Regions from separate parts of the Arachis hypogaea genome. Here region 1 is linked to region 2. A link is a contact called in public Hi-C data. All regions are on one chromosome and are shown on one strand. The core of a region is the stretch at or near the end of the contact, and the rest is flanking DNA. Distances in the headings are between cores, read along the strand shown. Region 1 has its middle 15 kb from the start of LOC112700303. Region 2 holds the start of LOC112696843 (protein DETOXIFICATION 21).

Evidence for each region. Hi-C and Micro-C count contacts between places; a contact is called where the count stands out from the background.
Region 1: a Hi-C map of an unstated tissue shows a contact between it and region 2, with 3 times the contacts expected there. The contact joins the enhancer-like site here to the promoter of LOC112696843 in region 2. A contact is called at or near these places in 2 of 8 Hi-C or Micro-C datasets (leaf and an unstated tissue).

The regions. Positions count from the first base shown.
Region 1 is chr6:87,416,392-87,422,459 of arahy.Tifrunner.gnm2.J5K5, forward strand. No RefSeq gene overlaps it. Among protein-coding and RNA genes, the nearest start is that of LOC112700303, 15 kb to the right of the region's middle. Within about 2 kb of position 2,645, at least 1 of the 3 cell types and tissues checked has open chromatin away from gene starts, as enhancers often do.
Region 2 is chr6:87,305,371-87,311,115 of arahy.Tifrunner.gnm2.J5K5, forward strand. It overlaps LOC112696843 (protein DETOXIFICATION 21), which reads right to left and starts at 1,916. Exons shown (of 8, transcript XM_025749744.3): 1 at 1,175-1,916; 2 at 1-448. The coding sequence starts at 1,441.

The sequences.
Region 1 (6,068 bases), core at 1,395-3,894, 110 kb after region 2:
TCAGATGCAGAGTGTATCTCCAAACCAAAAAGAGCTAAGGACGAGTCATTAGTAATAGTAACAGAGTATACCACTTCTCCCTATAAAGGAGGGGGATTCTAGATTTCTAGGATAAAAATTTTCCATAAAAATTTTAGAGTAAAGTATTATTTTTGTCCTTAACGTTCGGGGTAAGTTTTAAAGTTGTCTCTAACGTTTCAATCGTCCTATTTAAGTTCCTAACGTTTTAAAATAGACTTAATGTTGTCCTGCCGTTAGGGATTCGTTAATAAAATTGACGGCGGGACAAAATTGAGACGATTTTAAAACGTTAGGAACTTAAACATGACGAAAACGTTGGAGACAAAAACGATAGATAGAAATAAATTTTAATTTTATTCTTCAATAATATCAAATTTTTACTGTATATAGTATTCAATTATTTTAATCACATTTACACTTAATTACGTTACTTTCATTCTAAATAATTTTTTTTTAATTTTACACTTTCATTCTAAATAAATAATGTAATGTGATTAGAATGAAATAAAGTGTAAAATTAATATATATATATATATATATATATATATATATATATATATATATATATAAGTAATGTGATTAAGTAATGAAAGTAAAATTATATTATTTATTTAGAATAAAAGTATAAAATTTATTTATTGATAAAAAAATTATATTACTTTAAGCATAAAATTATAAAAAAAAATTAATTTATTTATAATGAAAGTGTAAAATTATAAAAAAAATATAAGTAATGTGATTAAGTAATGAAAGTTAAATTACATTATTTAGAATGAAGTGTAAAAGTTATTTATTTATAAAAAAATTACATTAATTTAAATGTAAAATTATAAAAAATTAATTTATTTAGAATGAAAGTGTAAAATTGTTAAAAAAGTTATAAGTATTGTGATTAAGTAATGAAAGTAAAATTATATTATTTAGAATGAAAATGTAAAATTTATTTATTTATAAAAAATTACATTACTTAAAATTTATTTATTTATAAAAAATTGCATTACTTTAAGAATAAAATTATAAAAAAATTAATTTATTTAGAATGAAAGTAATGTGATCAACTATAATTTAAAAAATAATTGAATATTATGTACAGTAAAAATTAATATTATTGAAGGATAAAATTAAAATTTATTTTTATGTATCGTTTTTGTCCCCAACGTTTTCGTTCTATTTAAGTCCCTAACGTTTCGAAAGCGTCTCAATTTTGTTCCGCCATCAATTCTATTAACGGATCCCTAACGACAGGACAACATTGTGTCAATTTTGAAACGTTAGGGACTTAAATAGAACGATTGAAACGTTAGGGACAACTTTAGGACTTACCCAAACGTTAAGAATAAAAACGATACTTTACTCAAAATTTTATTATAAACTATATGTTTTTTAATTTTGGCTTTTCATAATAAAAGATTTAATCAATTTATTTGTTTCTATATTTTATGTTTTTATCCCTATTCTCATTAATAATACACTCGCCCCTAACAATTATCTCAAAAGGACAATGAGATTTTCAAAAAAAAAAAATCCAATCTGACTCTGATTTTTTTTTTAGGACTGATTAATCCTTATACCAAAAAAAAATAATATTAATTTTTTTTAACATACAGACTAATCAATCCCATAAACATAAAATTTAATAACCAAATTAAATATTTTTTTTATCAAAAACCTCGTTTCCTTGTAAGATAATTATAAGTGACTATTTTAAATTTTTCTCTTAATAATAATGGGCCTAACGGTGGTGCAATGTATGAGTATTTTCATTGTGTCCCCCCTTCTTGATTCCCCAATTTGAAGGATAAAATATAGGGATTTTAAATGTCAAGAAATAGACATTTTTGTCCTGCTACGACTATATAATCATTCTTCTCTTTAAAAATTCTTTAAACAACATTTAATTATTTTTTTTTCCATTTCACTCCATGCCATTCTCCCTTTTCTTTCTTTCTCTTTTTTTTTTCTTTTTTTTTTTCAACATAGCTTTACTTTCATTTAGCTTAACAGTCGTACTAACTTTCCGATGATCACCAGAACATGGCCAACTATCAAAAAAGAAAATCAGCTATTAACAAACACACATTGCATGCATGATGCGGATAAGTAAAGTAACTAGATAATTAATAATTTTGTTATGAAAGTGAACCAAAGATAAGCCACATGTAATTATAACATTTCATAGTACTATTATTTAATTTTTATTCCAAATTTTGTTTTCAATATTACCACAAATAAATTAATTAATTAAAACTTAGTCATATATTTTCTTGATTTCCTTTATCAAATTTTGTTTGTCGATCATATCTTAATTATATATTTTTTTAAATAAAAACTGTTTAAATTTTTGCAGATAATGCTGGTGAGATAAGCCTAGGCACAAAGAAAACACATACACATATATGGAAAATAGCACACAACTAAAAGGTAGAAAGAAGCAATATATATTGCGATTCTTGTTCTCTCTTGTGATTTTGACGTTCAAGGGACAAAAGTGAATTTATACGACCATGATATAAAGCCAAAGAATGTTTAATTTTATTAGAATTATTTGTCAAGTTGCATGAATTATAAGAAGAGCACAAGTCAAACACGACCCATTAGATACGTCGTATATTGCAGCTACACGTATCGAAATGTAGTTATGCGCATACGTAATTATATGATGGAGATAACAGGATGATAGAGACACGTAGTGTTTCTTTTTTGTTGATCAAAAATACTACACGTCTTTTAAAATTCAGCATTTCGTCAATTTTTTAATTTAATAATATCATTTAATTATTTTTAAATTAAAACACATCTGTTTTTAGATAAATAAATTATTAATTAGATTTAATTTAAATTTTATTAACTAAAATTTCTCTAACTTTTTATTAATATAATAAAGTAGTTACTTTATTTTTTTATTTTTTCTTTCTCTTTATTGTAAGGTCGTTATTAATTTATCACCATATTTTTTTTTCGGACGTTCTCTCTCGTACAACATGATATCATACAACTTTTTCTCTTAGAGTGAAATTTTCTGCTATTAACACATTTAAAATTAACACGAACAATATAAACACATATCCAAAATTAAATATTTATACATCTAAATTATATTAATATTACAAATTCCACATAAATAGAATAGTATAAAAAAATTCTTAACACAAACACATAAAAAAACACCATAAACATATTTAATATTACGCATGGATTAAAAGAATAAAACTTTTTATTATTAAAAAAAAGAAAATTTTCTATAAACACAAAAATTGTGAAAGAAATAATAAATTCTAAATCAAATAAAATAGTACAAAAATAAAACATTCTTAATATAAACACATTTAAAATAAATACCAGACACATATAAAATTATACATAAATTAAAAAGATAGAATATCTTATTAATCAGAAAAAAGGAATATATGAGATATAAAAAATTCTACTAACCACCACATTCACACGTCCAAAATTCGAAGGAGGTGAGGCTATTAAAATTCGTTAACGGAGGAAGCAGTGGATCAACGGAGGAGGCGCGGGGAAGTGCATATCACCGGGATAGGTGCGCATCGCCGATAGAGGATATCGTCGCAGAGGAGGTGCGCGGCCTAGGAGAAGACAAACGCAGCGACATATGAGGAGGAGAAGACGAACGCAACTCTGGATTTTTACTGAGAAAAGGTTTTACCGTGAAAATCTGATTTGGAATATTTTAGAATTTTATTTGGGATATGTTAGTGTTTACAAGATTTAAATTTTAGTTAATCTGATTTTGTAGATTTGTATTTAAATTAAACAATAAATTTATTTGGATGTGTTTATTTTATTTTTTTAGGTTAATGTAACAAAAAGATCGAATAACGAACTAATTTAAAGAATACCTAGTTATACTGTTATTTATTAAAAGTACAGAAATTAATATTGTTATATATTGAGATGAGACCTGTTTTGTATTTTGATACGTACTCTACATTATAAGTATACAAACAATAGTGCTAATAGGCCAGTAAATTTTTTATTTTTTGACCAACAAACAACCAGTATTCGTATTTTTCACACCAAATAAAAAAAAGCCCAAATGCATATAGAGAGCGTGAGTACACGCTCTTTACCTCACTCTCTCTCTCTCTCTCTCTCTCTCTCTCTCTCTCTCTCTCTCTCTCTCTCTCTCTCTCTCTCTCTCTCTCTCTCTCTCTCTCTCTCTCTCTCTCTCTACACTTTTGCAATGCACCCTCTTTCTTGCTCTCAACACTGATGAGCACTTTCAACGTGAATCAGCCTTTTTGAGCTTGCTGTCCATTGCCAATAGCGTTTACAATAGCAGTGGCGTTACTCTCTGCGACAACATATCTTAGCTAGCCCTCTATACATTCCTCTTCGTTTCTACTGATGCGTTATGATTTTGCAAAGTTAAAATTTGTATTACTGAAAATTTTAATGTGAAGGTTAATTAGTTTTTATTTCTATTCATTTATTACTTTATGCAACTCTTTGCTTCTCGTTTTCATTTCTAGTGTATCTGAGCTTTGTTATATGCTTTGTATACAATGAACCAACTGGGAAAAACTACATCAGGAAGTCAGACTCTGCATCCAAAACAGACTGGCTTAGCACCATTGTAATATTGATCTCTTTGTTTAACTCAAATTTGAATCGTCATAGAACTGCTCTTTAAACTTGGTAGCTGTAACCTAATATATATAGTTCTATTGTGTATTTGATCCTGAGTCTCTGTCCTAGATAATATGTTCATTACTGGTGTCATCATTCTGTATGCATTCAAAATATGCAAGAAAAAAAATTATAATGGCACCAAAAAATATGACTCAATATTTTTTGTCTATTCATGAAAATCTTTAAGCATTCTATAATAAAAATGTCTTTTAATTTTGATTTTGATTCATCATATCTTGTTTATGAAACTTAAGTACTTTTAATTTATAAATCTTTAAAAAAATTCATTATGTCATTATCTCAGATACTTAACTGATAATTGACTTTTGACAATGGCTATTGTTAGCAGAACTTTGTTTTGGCAATATTGACAATCGTTACTGATGCATTATGCTTCTGGTTGAAAATGTACAATTGATTTAACGTGACTAAAATTTTTATTTGTGTTTGTGTTAATAATATGTTTTATTGGTTAATCAAGTAATACATCAATTGATTATTAATCTTTTTTGCACCCAATCAATTGACTTATGTGCTTTTATAAAACATGATTAATATGCAGTAATTATTTGAAATAGAAAAAGATCCAGATACTAAGATGCCGTGAAGAAGTAAAAATACAAAAAAAATTTGAAACAGGAACAAGAAGGAAAATACAGCAGAAAATTATTGAAGGACTAGCATCTCAGATATATTGTGTGTTTATTACTTGCAAAGTTATTGTTTTAGCACCTAATTGAATTTTATCTATCTGATTTTAGAACAGTTCTTTGCTTCTTTGTTCTCAATAGTTCAATTTGTATTTATCTATCAAACAATTTATAACAATGAAACTTTGGTGCATGATATGAAAATACTCTTAGACTTTGCAAGCCTTTATTTGTGTACAAAACGTGAGAAGTGAGAATTGATTTTTTTTGTAAATTAAAAGAAAAAAGCTGAGTTTAATCTATGTCTGGTGTGAAAAGAAACAAACCAAAGGTCCCCTTAATCTATGTCTGGTGTGACTGAGTATAATCTTTAATTACATTAAAAGATTAGATAGGTAAATTTGTTAGTTTAAGTTTTAATTATTTGGTTTTGACATGTAATTATATGTATGCTGGATAGTGTGTACGTGGAATTCATTCATCTGTGCATATGTAATGCTCATAACTTTTGAAGTAGTTCATTATTTTTATTTTTGCACCCGCTTTAATGAGAATTTGCACATCTTACTCAGCATACTTTGCACCTATCTTAACAGAATTTTGTACACATAAATCAGATAATTTGTACCTACTTTAATGAGATTTTACACACCTTACTCATCACAGTTTGCACCCAATGTAATAAAATTTTACACACATATATCAGACAATTTGCACTAAGTTTAATGAGATTTTGCACAT
Region 2 (5,745 bases), core at 666-3,165:
ACCAACCGAAAATGAATATCAGTTGACCAAAGTTGGGAATCCAATACGCCAAACTAGTGGAGGTCATTGCACCAGGAAGACCCAATTTGTACTTCATAGTGGTAAGCCAAGAAAGGAAGATGTGAAGGATTATCGAGAAAGCTGCCAAGAAGGCGATAATGACGTTCTTGCTTTGCGACTGCAGGAATGTCTGGGTAGTGAAGGATACGATAAAGGCAAACATGATAGGAATTGACCAAAGTGAAATGGTTCCTGACACTTGTGCTATTGTTTCGTCTTGGCCCAAGAGGCTTAAAATTGGGGTGGTGAAGATGAACACCGGAAGAAGAATCAGTGAAGTCAGGAACAAAACAATCCATGATCTTTGAAGGTAAACTCCCATCATGCCATATTCCTTTGCACCGTATGCTTGACCACACAGTGTTGACAAAGCACTCGCCATTCCTAACTGCAATCATTGTAATAAAATCGGAGGAAGAACTTGGTAGTGTTAATAGGGACCATATTATGATTGCAATTGTATTTGCAGTACAAACATGTCAAGACAATTCAACAAAATAAATTCATAGCATAGTTTAAATTGAAACACAAAATACAAACAAGAAAGCACGGACAAAACCCTTGAAGTCACACCATTTTGATTGTTCTGATACCAGAAGTTCAAAAGCTTGAAATCTTTTTTTTTTCCTTTTTTCATTTCAGAAAATAACAGGAATCACTATTGATTGATGGCAGAAGTTGAAGCACGCCCAAAAATATTACAGAATTAAAAAAAATTAAATTTTAATTGATGAAGCACAGGAGAATCCTCCAGATTCCTTTTAACACAAATATTGTTCCGTCCCCAAAATAAAAATTAAAGAAAAAAAAGAGAGAAGAAGCTCTTTTTGTCAAATTTATTTAATTAAAAATAAAGAAAATTTTAGCAAGCCAGAAAATTTGACAGAATATTATGTAGAAAAAAAAAAACACAAAATTAACCTCTCCTGTCTTTTTTTAATTCTCCCCGAAAATTTTTACAGCCTGGAGCTCAGAATCCATCACATGGTTCGGCAATAATTTTTGCCCAACCAGAATACTCCGATTTCCGAGTATAAACCATCACGGAAAAAAAATTTAAAAAACTAACTGCAAAAGGTAAATTAGGTGAAAACTGAAAAAGATGAGAACATACCAGAATCCCGTTAGCGAACCTGATAAGAACGGTGTAAACAAGAGCGAAAGCAGCGAGTTCCTTAGAACCAAGATGTCCAACAAACGCTTGGCTTATAACTTGGATTCCAAACGTGGAAGCTCTTGTGAATATGGCTGGCGCCGCCACTATCCACATCTTCTTGCTCTCTTCCCACACCCTCCTAACCAGTGACAAGCCCTCTTCCTCTTCTACTCCTCCTGAAGAAGGCAGCAGCAGCTTCTGCTTCAGATCACCCTCCATTTTCATCTTCAGACTCTACTACTACTATGATGCTGCTTGGAGTGGCCAATGGATGGACATGCAGAAAACAAGAGTAGAGGCGTTGGTCCACGATACAAGAAGGTGAAGCGTTTCTATTGTTTTGTTTCTAGAAGGATTTCTTTTCCCTGTAGCTGCGAGCGAGGAAGGAAGCGAGTTCGGGTTTGGCAACAAAGGAGAAAGGAATCAGGAGATGGCAGAGAGCAGTGTAGTTGCAGGACTCTCTCTCTCTCTCTGATGGGAAATGAAATTTTAATTCGTTACTTATATTGAATTAATAAAACGTGTTGGAGTAGTAGCTGGATGGAATGGCTTCTTTGCCCCCTTACGTGGATCTCCCAACTACCTCTTCTTCTTTATTTCAATTTCTTTGTTTTATCGGTATCCATGAATGCATTGATACCAACTCTATGCTACACTTAGAGCATCCCCCATATTAATTCTAATTTTTTTTTAGCTCTCTTATAAAAATATTTATGGGATTCATAAATAATAATCTAAAATTAAAAATAAAATTTATTTTTTTAATATTTAATATTAGTTCAATTAAAATTTTATATTATTTTATTAATATAATTTTACGAATGATAAAATTTTATTAATTTTTTATTAAACTAATATTATATTTTTAAAGTAATATCAGTTTTATTTCATAAATCAATTCTAATATAAATTTTAATTATAATTCAATTCATTTCTTAAAAATATTAAAAGTGATATTATAAAAATATTTTATTAGAAATGTTCTTAGATGCTTAGAAAAAGGTATTTGAATTTTAATTTTGAAACTTTGAGTAAATTATTATTTTTGATGAACAATATTATCTACACACCAAAAATAATTAATAAATTAGTTATATATATGTATATTTGTATATAAATAAATATATTATTTAATTTATTTTTAATATATATTTAATATTTTAGTATGGCTGATTTAATTATAGAAAATTTTTTCATTTTATTGTTATAAATACAATGTGAAATTTAAAATTTTAATACGTATATAAACAAATAAGTGAACAACAATTAATGAATACTAAATAAGATAAGTTATGACTGTTTTTGGCTAATTTTTTTGTTACCAAATATTTTCGAATAAATTTGCTAGGATACTCAACTTTAATTAGAACATAACTAGTTCCACGAGTTAAAATTGCAATGACATTGCACGCAAATCATATTGGGCTAATATGTGTGTTTGTAAGTTTACCGAAAACTAGATGAAAGAGATTGGGACTCGTAACTCTAATATCGAACGATGAATAGAGAAAAGTGGAGGTGGTACTGCATTAATATTTTGACGTCTAAGTCAGAATATATTCAAAAGGGTGAAGATAATTAGAGTTATGTTTATATTTAATTTGGGAGAACCTTTGACTTTTTATTTATATATAATGATTTTAAGAATCTGTTAAGAATCTCTTAATGTGAGGGATTAGTGAGATTCACCTCGTCTCAATACTTAAGGAGTTGTTAATTATGAGATTAGGATGGATATCGATCCAAATCTTACCTTTTTCGAGCTTGGATGATCCTCTTTTAGTGGATCCTCCGTGATGGATTGAGTTAGTAGACCTTAAAAGGAAATCAGAATCTTAGTTTAGAATAGTGTGTTAAAAATGCACATAAATCATCATATTCTACGACGATTTATGTTTAAAACTTCAATCACATTTAAGTTGTGACGATTTATGAGTATACAATAAGAAATTATAGTATATAAATCATGGTAGGATCCTACTATTTACATATCAACATAAGTAACAATAGCCTAACACGATTAATAAAAAAAGAATCAACTCTTAATACCTAATAAAGATTTACGCTCGAAATAAATTTATAAATTTGAAATACAACACAAAGCAATCAATCTGCTTAAAACATTTAGCAAAAGAGAGAAAACATGTCTAAGAGTCTATATACATTAATCTATTACCATGAAAAAATTGATGAAGACACGAGTCAGAATGTTAATTTCTTTAGTAAGAAATAGATTGATGTGTTTATTAATTCGTCAATGAGTTTTGTGAATCTCTAAAATAGCATAGTACAAAAATTGAAAAAATATTGGGAAAAAGCATTCGAAACAAATACTATTTAGGATTACAATTTCACTTAGTAAGGGATGTATAAATTTTCGAAAATATAAAATCCAAAGCGATGATGACATGCGAGTTTTATTTCACCCTCAAACAAGATTCTTAGATTTGAGCACTATGAAATTGTTTGCCAAAATAGAATATATAGATACTAATTCAGGAGGATCTGCTTAAAACCGCATGAGTAAAAAAATCAAAGTTCTAATGTCATTATAATATTTCTATTTCAAAAGATTTCAAGCAGCAATGTAATCTTATCATTAAATTTGACATTATTACTGAACAAAATAAATAAAGTAAACGTCAATAGCATTACTAATTAAGTTATGTTTTTTTTTTTTCATATGTTAAAAAAACATAACCAAAATTTTCTTTTAACATTTTTCTCTCCATTTTTTAATACAAAACTCTAAATTTTAACAATTAATTATCAATGTTTCAAAATATAGTAATAATTATTGATAAATCAATTTTACTCATATACTAAAATAGAAAAACTCAGTATACAAGCGATTAGGGCTTGTAACTATTACAAGTTCATTAACGCCTAATCCACCAAAACGCGCTGCAACTCGTACGTCACTTACACGCGCTATATAAAGATCCCGCGTATATCTAACTACCAAATTTAAAAGATTTGTTTCCTTTTTCGTTTTCGTTATTTGGAGATTTGCTCGTTCTTCTTCTCGCGCGTCTTCCCTCCTTCTTCTCCATCGTTCTTTTCCTCTCCTTTTCTCACTGGTATGTTCTTTGTTTACGTTACTTTCCTCTCTCTGTGCAACTCGAGCTTCGTTTTCTATTTTGATTTGTTGTTTTCTGAAATCAAAGTTTGAACTCGTTTTGAAGATAATGGATCATTCAACCTCGGATTGTCAGCTGAATCCTGGCGAGGTGGATTATGAATTTGAATCTAACGAAGTTCCTGAGGTTTGATTTACATTGGATTAGTATGAGTTTTCTTGTAGTAATTTGTATAGCATTGTGTAGTTGAAAAATTGCTGAACATTGACTGTGAAACTAACACGTTAACATGAATCTGTCGATTCAATGTATTAGTTGTGATTAATTATCTGGAATTTATAGCAGACGCTCGGGTGTATATCAGGTCTTTTTTGGGTGTATTTTTGCTAGAAGTGTGGGTGTATTTACACTTTACTGGTTTTTTTGTTGTTGTTCAGGTGTATTATATCAGACATGATTGGGTGTATTTTTAGTTTTTGACATGGTGTATTCTGCAGCCTGTGTATTTACAGTTTATGGTTTTTATTGTCATTTTGTTGAGTTGTTGCGGTTCAGGTGTATCATATTAGACATGATTGGGTGTATTTGAATCATATCTATGGATGTATTCACAGTTTTTGACATGGTGTATTGTGCAGCCTCTCTCGGTTGTTGATGACGAGCTTGTTCCGAAGGTTGGAATGACCTTTACCACCCTTGAAGATGCTGGAAAATTTTACAGGAACTACGCCAAGGCTGCAGGTTTCTCTACAAGAGTTCGGTGCACAAATAGGAAGGGAAACGAGATTAAGAATCAACTGATTACATGTAGCAGAGAGGGAAAATGGAAATCTAAAATATCTCCGACCGAGAAGATCAATCCGACAGCCGGTCTAAACTGTCCTGCAAGAATTATATACACACATTGAAGGATGTCGGTGCTTGGATCATTTCAAAGGTTGTGCTGGATCATTCACACCCCTGCTGTCCAAGTAAAGCAGAGATGCTCAAACAGCACAGGGAACTAAGCATGTCCATTCGTCGTACAATAGAGAATAACGAGGAGGCCGGTATCAGACCAAGCAAAACCTGCCAATTATTTGTTGCGGCTGCCGGGGGTCACCGCGAGTTAAAATTTATCGAAAAGGACGTGAGAAATTACATTACCAGGGAAGTGCGGAATGTTTCCGAACAAGAAGATGCAAAGGAATTCGGGAAATATTTGTTAAGGATGAAAGAGAAGAATCCGAATTTCTTTTTTGAGCTCGAACTTGAGGAGGATCTATCGATTAAGCTGGCTTTTTGGGCCGATGCAAGAAGCAGAGCTGCCTTTGAGTATTTCGGAGACGTCAATTTATTCGACACCACCTACAATACAAACAGGTAACAAACTGCCCCTGTTTATGATGCTAAATTAATGTATTTTTATGAATCCACAGGAGAGGTGTATATTGGCTGTTTCATTGGGTG